2 separate regions of the Macaca mulatta genome follow, and region 1 is linked to region 2. A link is a contact called in public Hi-C data. All regions are on one chromosome and are shown on one strand. Each heading gives the region's core, a stretch centred on a gene start, on an enhancer-like site or on the middle of the called end of the contact. The rest is flanking DNA. Distances are from core to core; before and after follow the strand shown.

What was found. Hi-C and Micro-C count contacts between places; a contact is called where the count stands out from the background.
Region 1: a contact with region 2 is called in a Hi-C map of CD4 T cells, with 2.6 times the contacts expected there. The contact joins two enhancer-like sites. A contact is called at or near these places in 2 of 14 Hi-C or Micro-C datasets (CD4 T cells and blood).

The regions. Positions count from the first base shown.
Region 1 is chr7:134,556,976-134,562,788 of T2T-MMU8v2.0, reverse strand. PRKCH (protein kinase C eta) reads right to left here. Exons shown (of 15, transcript XR_013396298.1): 5 at 4,636-4,724; 6 at 2,939-3,068; 7 at 536-663. Among named protein-coding and RNA genes, the nearest start is that of PRKCH, 130 kb to the right of the region's middle. Within about 2 kb of position 1,443, at least 6 of the 40 cell types and tissues checked have an H3K27ac peak or open chromatin away from gene starts, as enhancers often do. A contact at or near this core is called in CD4 T cells and blood, where this site is marked.
Region 2 is chr7:134,489,199-134,494,257 of T2T-MMU8v2.0, reverse strand. All of the region lies in intron 1 of PRKCH (protein kinase C eta), which reads right to left. Among named protein-coding and RNA genes, the nearest start is that of PRKCH, 63 kb to the right of the region's middle. Within about 2 kb of position 1,712, at least 6 of the 40 cell types and tissues checked have an H3K27ac peak or open chromatin away from gene starts, as enhancers often do. A contact at or near this core is called in CD4 T cells and blood, where this site is marked.

The DNA of each region.
Region 1 (5,813 bases), core at 194-2,693, 69 kb before region 2:
AGGCGGGCAGGCGGGCAGGCGGGCAGGCGGGCAGGCGGGCAGGCGGGCAGGCGGGCAGGCGGGAAGGCGGGAAGGCGGGAAGGCGGGAAGGCGGGAAGGCGGGAAGGCGGGAGGGAAGGAGGGAAGGAGGGAGGGAGGGAGGGAGGGAGAAAGGAGAGAGAGAGAGAGAGAAGAGGGGAGGGGAGGGGAGGGAAGGGGAGGGGAGAGGAGAAGAGGGGAGGGGAGGGAAGGGAAGGGGAGGGGAGAGGAGAAGAGAGGAGAGGAGAGAGAAAGAGGAGAGAGAAAGAAAGAGAGAGAGGGAAAGAGAGAAAAAGAAAGGGAGAGAGAAAGAAAGAAAGAAAAAGGAAAAGAAAAGAAAAGAAAGGAAAAGAAAAGAAAAGGAAAAGGAAAAGAAAAAGAAAGGCAGGCAGAAAGGCAGTAAGTCTGTTGATTGTATTTGCTTAGATTAGGAACTTTGATGAGACCACATGCTCTCATTTGGGCTCACCACATCTGAACAACTTCTAAATTACGATACATGGAAAAAAAGTCTCACCGAGGTTGGAGAAATATTTCCGGGTTGGAGACCCATCCCCGCCAGGGTCTTGGCGAGCTCCACCGCATTTACCCCACAGTTAGGGGCCACGTTCGCTTGACATCGAATGTGCACATTCATTTTACATACTAGAGGGAAGAGGAAAACAGAATCCACGTTCAGAAAGGAACCAAGTCAACACGTGCTGCAACAGAGAACTTTAATAGCCTGAAAGATTATGACAGAGGAATTATACCAGCTGAACAGTATCATTTTCTCATAAAATTAAGCTCACACTAATAACAGTTCCTGACGTTTTATCTGTTTCTGTTTTCTGGAGAAGCAGAAAGCCAGGCATACTAAAGAATAATAGATTTTAAATACATTTTTTTCACCATGATTTGATGAAACCCATTCATCTAAATCACATGTAACAGTCATTGCTGACTTAGTAAGTTCTAATATAAAGATTAAAATGTTTATCACAGCGTCAATTTGCAGGCAATTAAATAACAAAGAATCATGTCAACTGTATTTTTTTCTGTCTCTCAATAGTGAAATAAAAGGTAGCAGTTTGAATGCCACATGTAGATCACTGTTCAAACAGGATGGAAATGGTGTTTCTACCAGAAAAACCTCTATCTGCAGCTTTCTTTCTCAGTATTGTGGTTGGGCAGCCCTCACAGCACAGAGATGGGCATCCTGTGAGCCTGTGGTTCTCAGCATTTGCAGCGTGTGGTTCTAACTGCTTCACAGTGGGGAAACGCAACTTTTAAAACTTTTTGAAGGTCAGAGTACAAATGGCAGTTGAAGAGGCGAGCAAAGCAAGCTAAGCTCCCGGGGCACAGGAAGCTGCCTGGGGACGATGAAGGATCTGAGGCATTGTCAGCTGGAATAAATTCTGAGACAGTTTTTTGACATGGGCCCCGCTGATGGGAGGTGAAACTGAAGCGACAAGCGACACATTCCTGTTTTATGGAGTCAGTCCATCTTGGAAGCAGAGCCAGGTTTTGTGGGGCCTGAATTTACATAATTTAGGAAGCCCTCTTTAAGAAAAAGAACACCAAATCAAGTAGAGGGCTTTGGAAGGTGCCCTTGAGAGAGAGGAGCCCTGAGACTTCATTAGCTTCATGGGAAACCCTCCCCCTCAGGAAGACAGGTGTAAGACACACGAGCCCACAGAAGCCTTTCAAAACCACCACGTGACCATAAAAGCAAAAATCACAGGGGCCGGATCGCCGCAGGTGTGCTACCCTCAGGCCACCAGGGAAGAGGACAATGTAGACGAGCCCTGTGCGTGGCTCTGCATATTAGCAACAACCACGCAAGGCAGAGGGACTTCCCACTGGGCATCTAGACCCAGGTGAGATCATCACGCTAAGATCAAGCTGCACCTGGACCAATGCCCTACAAGTTATCCACGAGCTGGCTACTGTTTGGTTTTATGAGAAAAAAATTATTAAATGGTGTTCTCCAGAGATAGAAGAATGTACCCTTCTTAAAGACAAGTGACTGGTCCCTTTTTGTTGACAGAAGCAGGCTGCATAAGTCCAAGCAGTCAATGGAAGTTGTCTGGCTATACTCAATGCCAGTTCTACCTCCCCATTGCTCTCCTCAACTGGCAACTTGGGGTGTGTCTGATAAGGAAGGCGTCAGGTGCACCCCACGGCAGACAGATCATTACATTTCCATGCGAGATGGCTCAAGGCCAACAGCTCCCTAACTCCTAGCAGGACAGGGATCAGCTCTCACCTGCTCAGAGCCTTTGCTAGGGCCAAAGCTCCGAACTCTCACTCCACTGGGCACAGCTGGTCAGATCCAAGCTCACAAGCAAGGCTTTATCTTCCTTCATTCTACCCCTGTCTCCAATCTCTATCAGAGTCCTCTTTCACAAGACCCAGGGCAGCTCTTCTTATGCTGTGACAACTCAATTCCTGCTGATTTCTGGTGAGATCATCAGATCCATTCTCCTGCCATTTCTTACTCTTAATCCAACCTTCTCATCTGGCCATCTTACCTCCTTACCTCCTCCTACCTTCCATTTCTTTGAAATTTTTATTTATTTATTTTCTTTTTAGTGTCTCACCTCACTCAATCATCTTCCATTTCTGACTAAGATCCCATCTTTTTCTCTTCCAGACACCTACTAAAATACAGTGTCTGGCCTGTATTTGTCAGCTAGCGAGCTAGATCATTGAATGTAACATTTGACTTCATGTCCTGTGGTTAGAAAATGTTGGCATCATATGAAGTTTTCTTTACATGCCTGACAAGAAACACGTAAGTTTAAAATGACTAAGATGTTAATTTACAACATATCTAAAATCATCGGTTCTAGGACACATTCTGAGCCCACAGAATTCTGAAAGCTTGGGGCATAGTGTTCCCATGAAGAGGTGGGTACCCAGCACCTCAGCATCTCACTTTTACACTGAAGTCCTTGTCGCATTATTCCCCAGAGCAGTGAGCCACAGTGATCGCAGAATGTTGGCACTTTGTAGTTGTGGATGCTGAACTTGTGTGGGATGTTGATCCCGAACCTCTGTTCTGCAATCTGTAAAAAAGGAAATAAAGGGACAAGTGCTAAAATGTCATACCAACATCTTTTGTAAAAACTGTAATAGGAGCCCATCAAATGCAAAGTGTTACTATGACACCTGAGCTAGGTATATTATTTTACTGTACTCGGCCCTGATTAATTACTCAGGTCTTACTAACCAGACTAAACACATTTTCTAATGAACAGGACAAGACAGAAATGTGGGAAACACATTTTAGATCATTCGCCATTTTGAGAAATAGAAATTAATATTTTCACTTCATCTTTCATATTCAGGCCATATTTCTCTCCTTGCCAATTCCCTAACACCCCCATCTATTTTCCAGAACCCTTTAACTTCAGGATTAAATGGGTCTTTTACACACTATATATACTTGCTATCACTATAAGTTCTTCCAGACATTGTGTCATGGGGGGAAAAATAAAGAGACTCAGAAGCCATGGAACCACAGAAGGAATTTATTCCAAAGTGACATTAAAGTAACTACTTATTCAGTCCTTCCAGCCTTTCTTTGCCTGGCATTTGCAATCTGACAATCTGAGTTAAATCTCAGTTTCCAGCAAATAATTCCACTAGGCATGTACTCTGCAGTTCATACCACAATTTGATGCTATAACAACAGATCCATGCATGACAAGGAGTAGGGTAATCATTACTCCTCTTGAAACTTCTCTGGCCTCTTTCTTGGAAAAGCTGTGGTTTATACCTCTAGGTATACTCTTTAGCAATCCTATATGTGTACTGTAAAGAACCATTGTGTTCCAGAGTCATTCTTCCAATGCGTCTGCAGACCTACTGCTAAGTGTCAGCAACACTCCATTTGCTTTTACCTCCAGAATTTAAAATGTATGCCTGTTGCAGATGAATGCAATATGAGTGGCAAGAATGATGCTGAAGCTTACACACACACACACACACACACACACACACACACAGAGAGAGAGAGAGAGACAGACATCTTCCCTGAAATTTCTTAAGAGGCTGGAGAAAGCCAGCAATCTTTTTACTTAAGAAGTGTAATTTACAGTTATTAACATATGTGTCACATCAATTTTATGTTGTTTAACTTACAAAAACTGTGTGAGGGTAACACTGATCCTGTTTTAAGACTGAGGCAAAGAGAGATTGTAGGCCTTGCCTCAGCTCATAGAGAAGATGGCTAACAGAGGCTGGATTCAGCATTCAAATCCAGGCTGTCAGATGCCAAGTTCAGGGCTCCTTTCACTCTGCCAAAAGTCTCTCTAAATGAGTAGAATCAATCCATATAGCTTATACTCAGCCAACCACTAATGGGGTCCTCGCAAAGGAGGGATGATGCCACATAAGTACAGAAATACAAATGCCATAATTAAAAAAAAGAGAGAGAGAGAAATTTCTATTCTAATACCACCCTTGGCTTCAAAGAATGTGGAAGGGAAATGGCAGGGGGAGGAAAGCAGAGGCTGGGGGACGGGGAGAAGGAAAGAGGGGGAGGAAAGGAGGGAGGGAGGGAAGGAGATGGCGGCACACAGCACACACAATATACATACACACTTAATCAGCAAACTGCTATCCTCTTACCTTTGAATCCACTTTGTTAATATTGTTTTGGCAAGTACAGGCTGTAACAATTAGATGATGGCAGCGTTTATGGACGACACAGGTGCACACTAGGAAATTAAATCCAGCAATTATACATTGATCAGAAGCTCACAGTCCAGCCAGTTACAGCAGAGTCAACCAGGGTTGCACCGTGCCAACAAGACTAGACTCGTCTGGCCCACATGACAGCAGCTGGTACGCCCATCCTTCCTATCGCCTTTGCCACCATCCTAACACAGACCTTTGCTCAGGCTCAAACTATCCATTATCAAGTCCTGGACTTATTTCTTCCTTCCTGACTTTATTCCATCCTGCACCCACCACCAGAGGACTCTTCTAACACTCTAGTCCTGTCCCCATAATCAAAAACCTTCCATGGTAATTCACTGCTGATCAGCAAAGTTCAAATATCCCACCCAGGTTCCAGGCCCTCCAGAGGCTGCCCCAAGCTGCCTGTCACCTTTCTTCTATGGGATCTACTTGTTCCAGTAAAAACGACATGGGTTGCTCTTCCTGGAGCACATCTGCACCCTTCCAACAAACTATCAATGCCCTTTCCTCTCCCTGGGATATCTTTTTTGCCTATCAACTAACTAAATCTTAAGTTTAGGACAAGATGTAACTCAAAAAATGTCTCTTCCATGAAAATACTCTACCCCTACCCGCACTTCTAGACTGAAACCACCTGCCCTCCTCTGATCTCCCACAACCCTTAGCCTGCCCCCTCATTTCAAACCTTCCACCCAGCCTTGTAATGCCCTCCGAATTCCCTGCATGACGCCTTGAACAGAGGAGGCATTCAGTAAATGTTTGCTGAATGGCTTAATCAACTGTTGAAATATTTAGAACTTTCTGAATAACGTTTTTTTCATTCTCATCTAGGTAAGTGATACAGCACAGATAGTCGAGCTTGTCATCAAAGGATAAACACACGCAATGAAGCAGTATAAAAATATACATCATCTTAAGATCTTTCAAGACATGTGGAAGGTTTTAGGATTAACTACATAAGGAGAGGTGACATGTCAGCAAATAGCATTATACCTTAAAACAAATTTAGCTTTCATCAGATTCAGTTCTCAGGAGAACCAAATTGAAAGTGCCCAGAGAACTGGTTTTTTTATATGAGGGGATCTCAAAACCATCCTTTACACAGA
Region 2 (5,059 bases), core at 463-2,962:
TGGACACTGTCTCTAGCTAGTACCTCCATCCCAGTTTCTGGGAATAACACTTGAGCTTTATTTGAGAACTACCCCTCCCTCACATGTAGTCCAAATTGCTCATGTGGGATTCTGCCCCTAGCTCCAGAGTGGACATGTGACCAGGCCTAGCCGATTACAGCACTGACTGAACTCTGCACAGCTGGCCTGGGGCAGGCACATTCCTTCTCTCTGGCTAGCAGTATAATTACAACTCCCTACCCGGTATCAGCATCTACTGGTTCAGGTTTGGGCACAAAAATCCAAGTAGGTCCAACTAGGAATCCTGGATCTACAAAGAAGGGACAAGATCTCGCTTCTGCTAAACTTCAATCTGGAAGGACACAAACTTGGGAGTGTCTGGCACCCGTGTTTGTCCCCCCACTGAGCTACAGAATGAAGCCAACAAAGAGGGGAGAGCTGAGGGACAGAAAGAGAACCGCTCTTCATAACATCATTTAAACCCTTAGATCAAGCCTTGCTTGATTCTTTGGGATTTTTTTTGTTATTTGAGCCTACAAATTCCTTTTGTCTTAGCCAGTTTGAGTAGGGGTTTCTATCACTTGCACTCAAAAAACATATCTGAATTGTCAGCCAAAGAGAATAGGTCAAATATTTGACAACAATTATCACATCCCTCTATGCCTTCTAACATCTGTGCTATCTCCTGCAGTCTGCCTCCCTGCCTCCCACCAGCACTGAAACAGCTCCAGCAACTTTTATGACGTCCTACTGTCAGATACAAAGATATGTCTGTCTTCATCTCAGTTGTTCTCTCTGTCTTCCTCTTCATGAATCTCTCGTCCCTTACTTCCAGGGCACTACCCTTTCCTGGCCCTCCTCTCACTCCTGAGCCCTGTATTTACCCAGCAGTGCACACCAGAAGCCCAGCTCCTCGGCAGGTACATGCAATCGCTCTCAGATCCCAACACGTCCACTCTCGATGTCTCTCCTGGATCCACCCCCACTCCACTCCTACTGCCGTGGTTCATCTGGCCTCCCTGAACGGGCTTCTAGCTGCCTTCTATCTCCAGACTACTGTCCTCCAGCTGCTGCCAGTGATATGTTTCAAAAATTAAAATCTGACCATGTGGCTTCCTAACTTAGAAACCGTCAGTGTTTCCTCTCCTGTCCATGATGAGGTCCAAATTCTTGAGCACAGCACATAGCCCTAGACACTATACCCCTTCTTACCTTTCAGCCTAAGCTCTTCCCACCACTACAGTTGCATACACCAGCATCCTCATCTCTTAATTCCTGTACACTCTCCAGGGAGGTATGTTATTTATTCTGAGAGAGCAACCAAACGCATTATGGGTCAAGCAGCACACTGGGGAATATAGTCAAAATTATGAAAATTACACATTACTCATCTGTAGCTTATTGCCTAGTGATTTGGGGTATGTGATCTTTCTGGCTGGAAACTCCTTTCTTCCTTTTCATACTTGTCAGACTCCAATTTGTCCATCAATTCAAGACCCACCTGTATAGGGGGACCTTCCCAGACCTCTTTCAGACAGGTGGGCAACTCCACACCTGTTATGAAGACTACTGCTAGAACCCACATCATGTTGTAGTCATTATGCCCTGTCCCCAAAGGAGAGACCCTACCTTGCATATAAGGGGACACAAAATGGTTTGTGGAACAAATGAGTAAACAAGATAAGACCTGGGTATCTCAAACTCTCAGCAACTTCATGTAGGACATGATTTTCTCCTCCTTCACCATTCTGGTCAATTTCCTCCTGACATGCCCCAATTTCTCCACACCCCCATTAAAGGGTGAAATCAGCCTGAGTGTGAAATCAACCTGACCTTCACGAGTGAGAGCAAGATTATCACTAATGTTGATCTTCACAGCGACAGTGCCCTTTACCAACGCAGCGAGAATACACGGGCGCTCTGAGAAGCCCCAGTGGCCCAGGCTGAGCTTACAATGAACTAAAACCTCTGCATGTTTTCTAGGTGCTATAAGGCTTTGCTTCCCACATCCTGTGCTTGTGCAGTGGTTAGGCTCAAAACCTTCACAAAAACCTAAGTGCTTCTTTTTTTTTTTCTGCAATATTTTGGCTTGTTCCAGGTCACAGGGTTCACTGGATGGCAAATCCAGTCAGTTCATTCACTCCCCTTCTCAGTTTTATGGCTCCCCAAATCAGGGCCTCAGGAGACCTATGTCATTGGCTAATGTACTGACAGAGTGTCTAATAGGACAGAGCTGAGGTCAGAGTCTAGGGTAGCCCCACATAGAAATGAACACACTTAGCATTCTTACTCTAACAGTCACATTCAAGGAGCAATAAATACACAAACCCCCTCCCCTACAGACGACTTCTCTTGGTAAAAAGAACAACTCCTGGGCCCTTGTTGAAACCCAGATAACAGTAGTCTTTTTAAAAAATGTGATTCTTATACACAAACAGACAAATGAACAAAAGTATAAAAACTCAGTGTCAACAAATGGTGCTAGAACAATTGGACATCCATACCCAAAATAATGAATTTCAACCCATACGTTGTAACTTATACCTAAATTTACTCAAAACAGTTCAGAGAACAAAACACAAACACAGTTTCAGCCTTTAGGGTTCTCTATGTTGTTTCTACCACTCTGCTCTACACTTTAGAGTCCCCGAAGCTCTATCCTGTGCCTGGTTCGCAGCAGCCACTCAGGAAAGCATTTCTTGGCTGAATGATTCCCAACATGCACCCTCACAGCCATCTAACCCTTGAGTTCTCATGCCAAGTAACCCCTTCCTCAAAGAGTCATCAGTGTTGAACTCACATGAATCAGCGCTGCCTCAAATACTACACCTCCCTGGCTGAACTTATCCCCTATCTCCCACAATGTGGCTGAGTAATAGCAAAGACAGAGAAGACCTGGATCCTGGTGCTCTGTCCTGACCAGTTTGTGACATCAGGAAGGCCATTCAACCTCTTTTGCCAAAGAACCACAGACAGGGATTAAATATAAGATTCCCAGGCCCCACAGGTGATCTACTGATTTTAAATTTTCTGGGGCAAGGGAATGGGGTCTAGGCATCTGCTGTTTTTAAAAGTTCTGTGGGTGACTGTGATATAGCCAGACCACGGACCAACATCTGGGAAGCCTGAGCTAGATTCTAAGGGGCCAATTCCTGCTTTAAAGGGCTCCAATTCCATGTTTTCTCCTAAAGCTTCCAGTGGTCATCACTGAATCACTAGAACCATGTTCTTCTGCATTCCCAGGCTTAAAATCCCGGAGCCACTCCGACTCGAGGCACCGTGACCATCTGTTTTTCCTTTTGTTCCCTCCATCCCTCTAGGATCCCTGTCACTGCAGGCCTCCTCCCCTCATCCTTTCTCCTGCAGTCATGGGACACCCCACCAGAAACAAACAGCCTTTTCTAAAGTGCTATTCTCATCAACTTCCCCCTCCAAAGCTTCCACTGGCTTCCCAGAGTCTTCAGAATAAAACACCCTGCTCCACGTGGCTTTCAGGACCACTTGGGCTCCCCTTTTGCTGCCTTCCCACTAATCTGTCCAAACTTTGTTTTCAAAATTCCCTTCCTTCCATTGTCACTTTAGGAAGTTAAAATATAAAAAGAAGAAAAAAATCCCTTTTTAAAACCTGCTCTCCTAGTCAGGCCCGCCTCCTGGCTCTATCACTCAGCCACGCGTTTGCTTATGCCATGTTCTCTGCCTGGAAAGCCTGTCTCTCTTCACTGCATCTATCCATCCATTCATTTGAACCTTTACTGAATGACTCCCAGGGCCGGGACAATTGCCAGGTACTCAAGACTCCCCAGAGGAGCTCCCAGGGCTGCAGGTTGGATGGGTAACCGAGCACAGAAGATGACACAGCTTCAGGAGCAGAAGGAAGAAACTGGTGCCAGGATTTGATATTCACACTGATCCCTCCAGTCTCAAAATTCACATCTCAACTATTATTATCTTAACACTTATCCATACCTTGAACAATTACTTACGTTTTCATACATGTATCTCATCACTTGCAATAAGTCTGTAACCTCCATTCCAGCAGGATCTGATACTATGTTCCCAAGGAGCCTAGCAGAGTTCCTTGAACCAAGTAAACACTCAATACATATCTGTTGAGTTGACCTAAGAACTAAATAAGGTCATCTGACCACCTCAATTTCCTCACCTATAAAAATAGGAATGGTAATATTTACTACAGAATAGTCTTACATGATAGCACTTTGTAAAAAACAAAAGCACTCCAAGATGGCTCCAAGGAATACTGGTGACATATGGATGACAAGGGCTCACTGCTTAGAAATTATACTCTGTTAGCTTGATGTACCCACCGGATCCCCAGCACAGCCACTCCTACACCCTCAGCCAAAGTTTGCTTTTCCTTGGCATCGCTTTGCAGGAGTTGGGCAAGTACTTATATCGCTGGCTAAGTCTCCTTGTCCATGAAACAAGAGTTGTCTAAAAATATTCTAGCTCTAATGTTCCATGATTCTAAACAGGCTTGGATAAAAGCCTGCACAAAGGACTCAAGAGAAACATTCATTTAATTAACTGGTAATAATTTACAACCATTTCCCTTCACAAAAGCCATTAGAATTGATCACAGACAGGAAACTTCTAGCTACATAACATTCATTTCAGCCTGGAATAAGCAGAGGGATCTAGCATATTAAAAGAAAAAAACAATTTTGGGGGCAAAGGTAGAAGGTTCATCTAGACTCTATGGGCTTTGAGCAAACCTCTGTTAATAAAGAACTTGACAAAATCCAATTCTTGGCTGGATGGCTCTTTTCTATGGCTTTCCTAAGTCTTACTCTAGGGATAAATAATGAACCTAAAAACATGACAAAGCATTTCATGATTCTCTTCCACCTGAAATTATCAAGCTTAAAAATGAGCATTCAAATTCCTAAAGAAAAAAAATTCTAACAGGATTATACCAATAACCTAACAGGAAAAATAAGGCTGTATTGGTTTTTCTTGTTTTTTGTTTGTTTGTTTGTCTGTTTTGAGACAGAGTCTGGCTCTGTCACCCAGGCTGGAGTGCAGTGGCATAATCACAGCT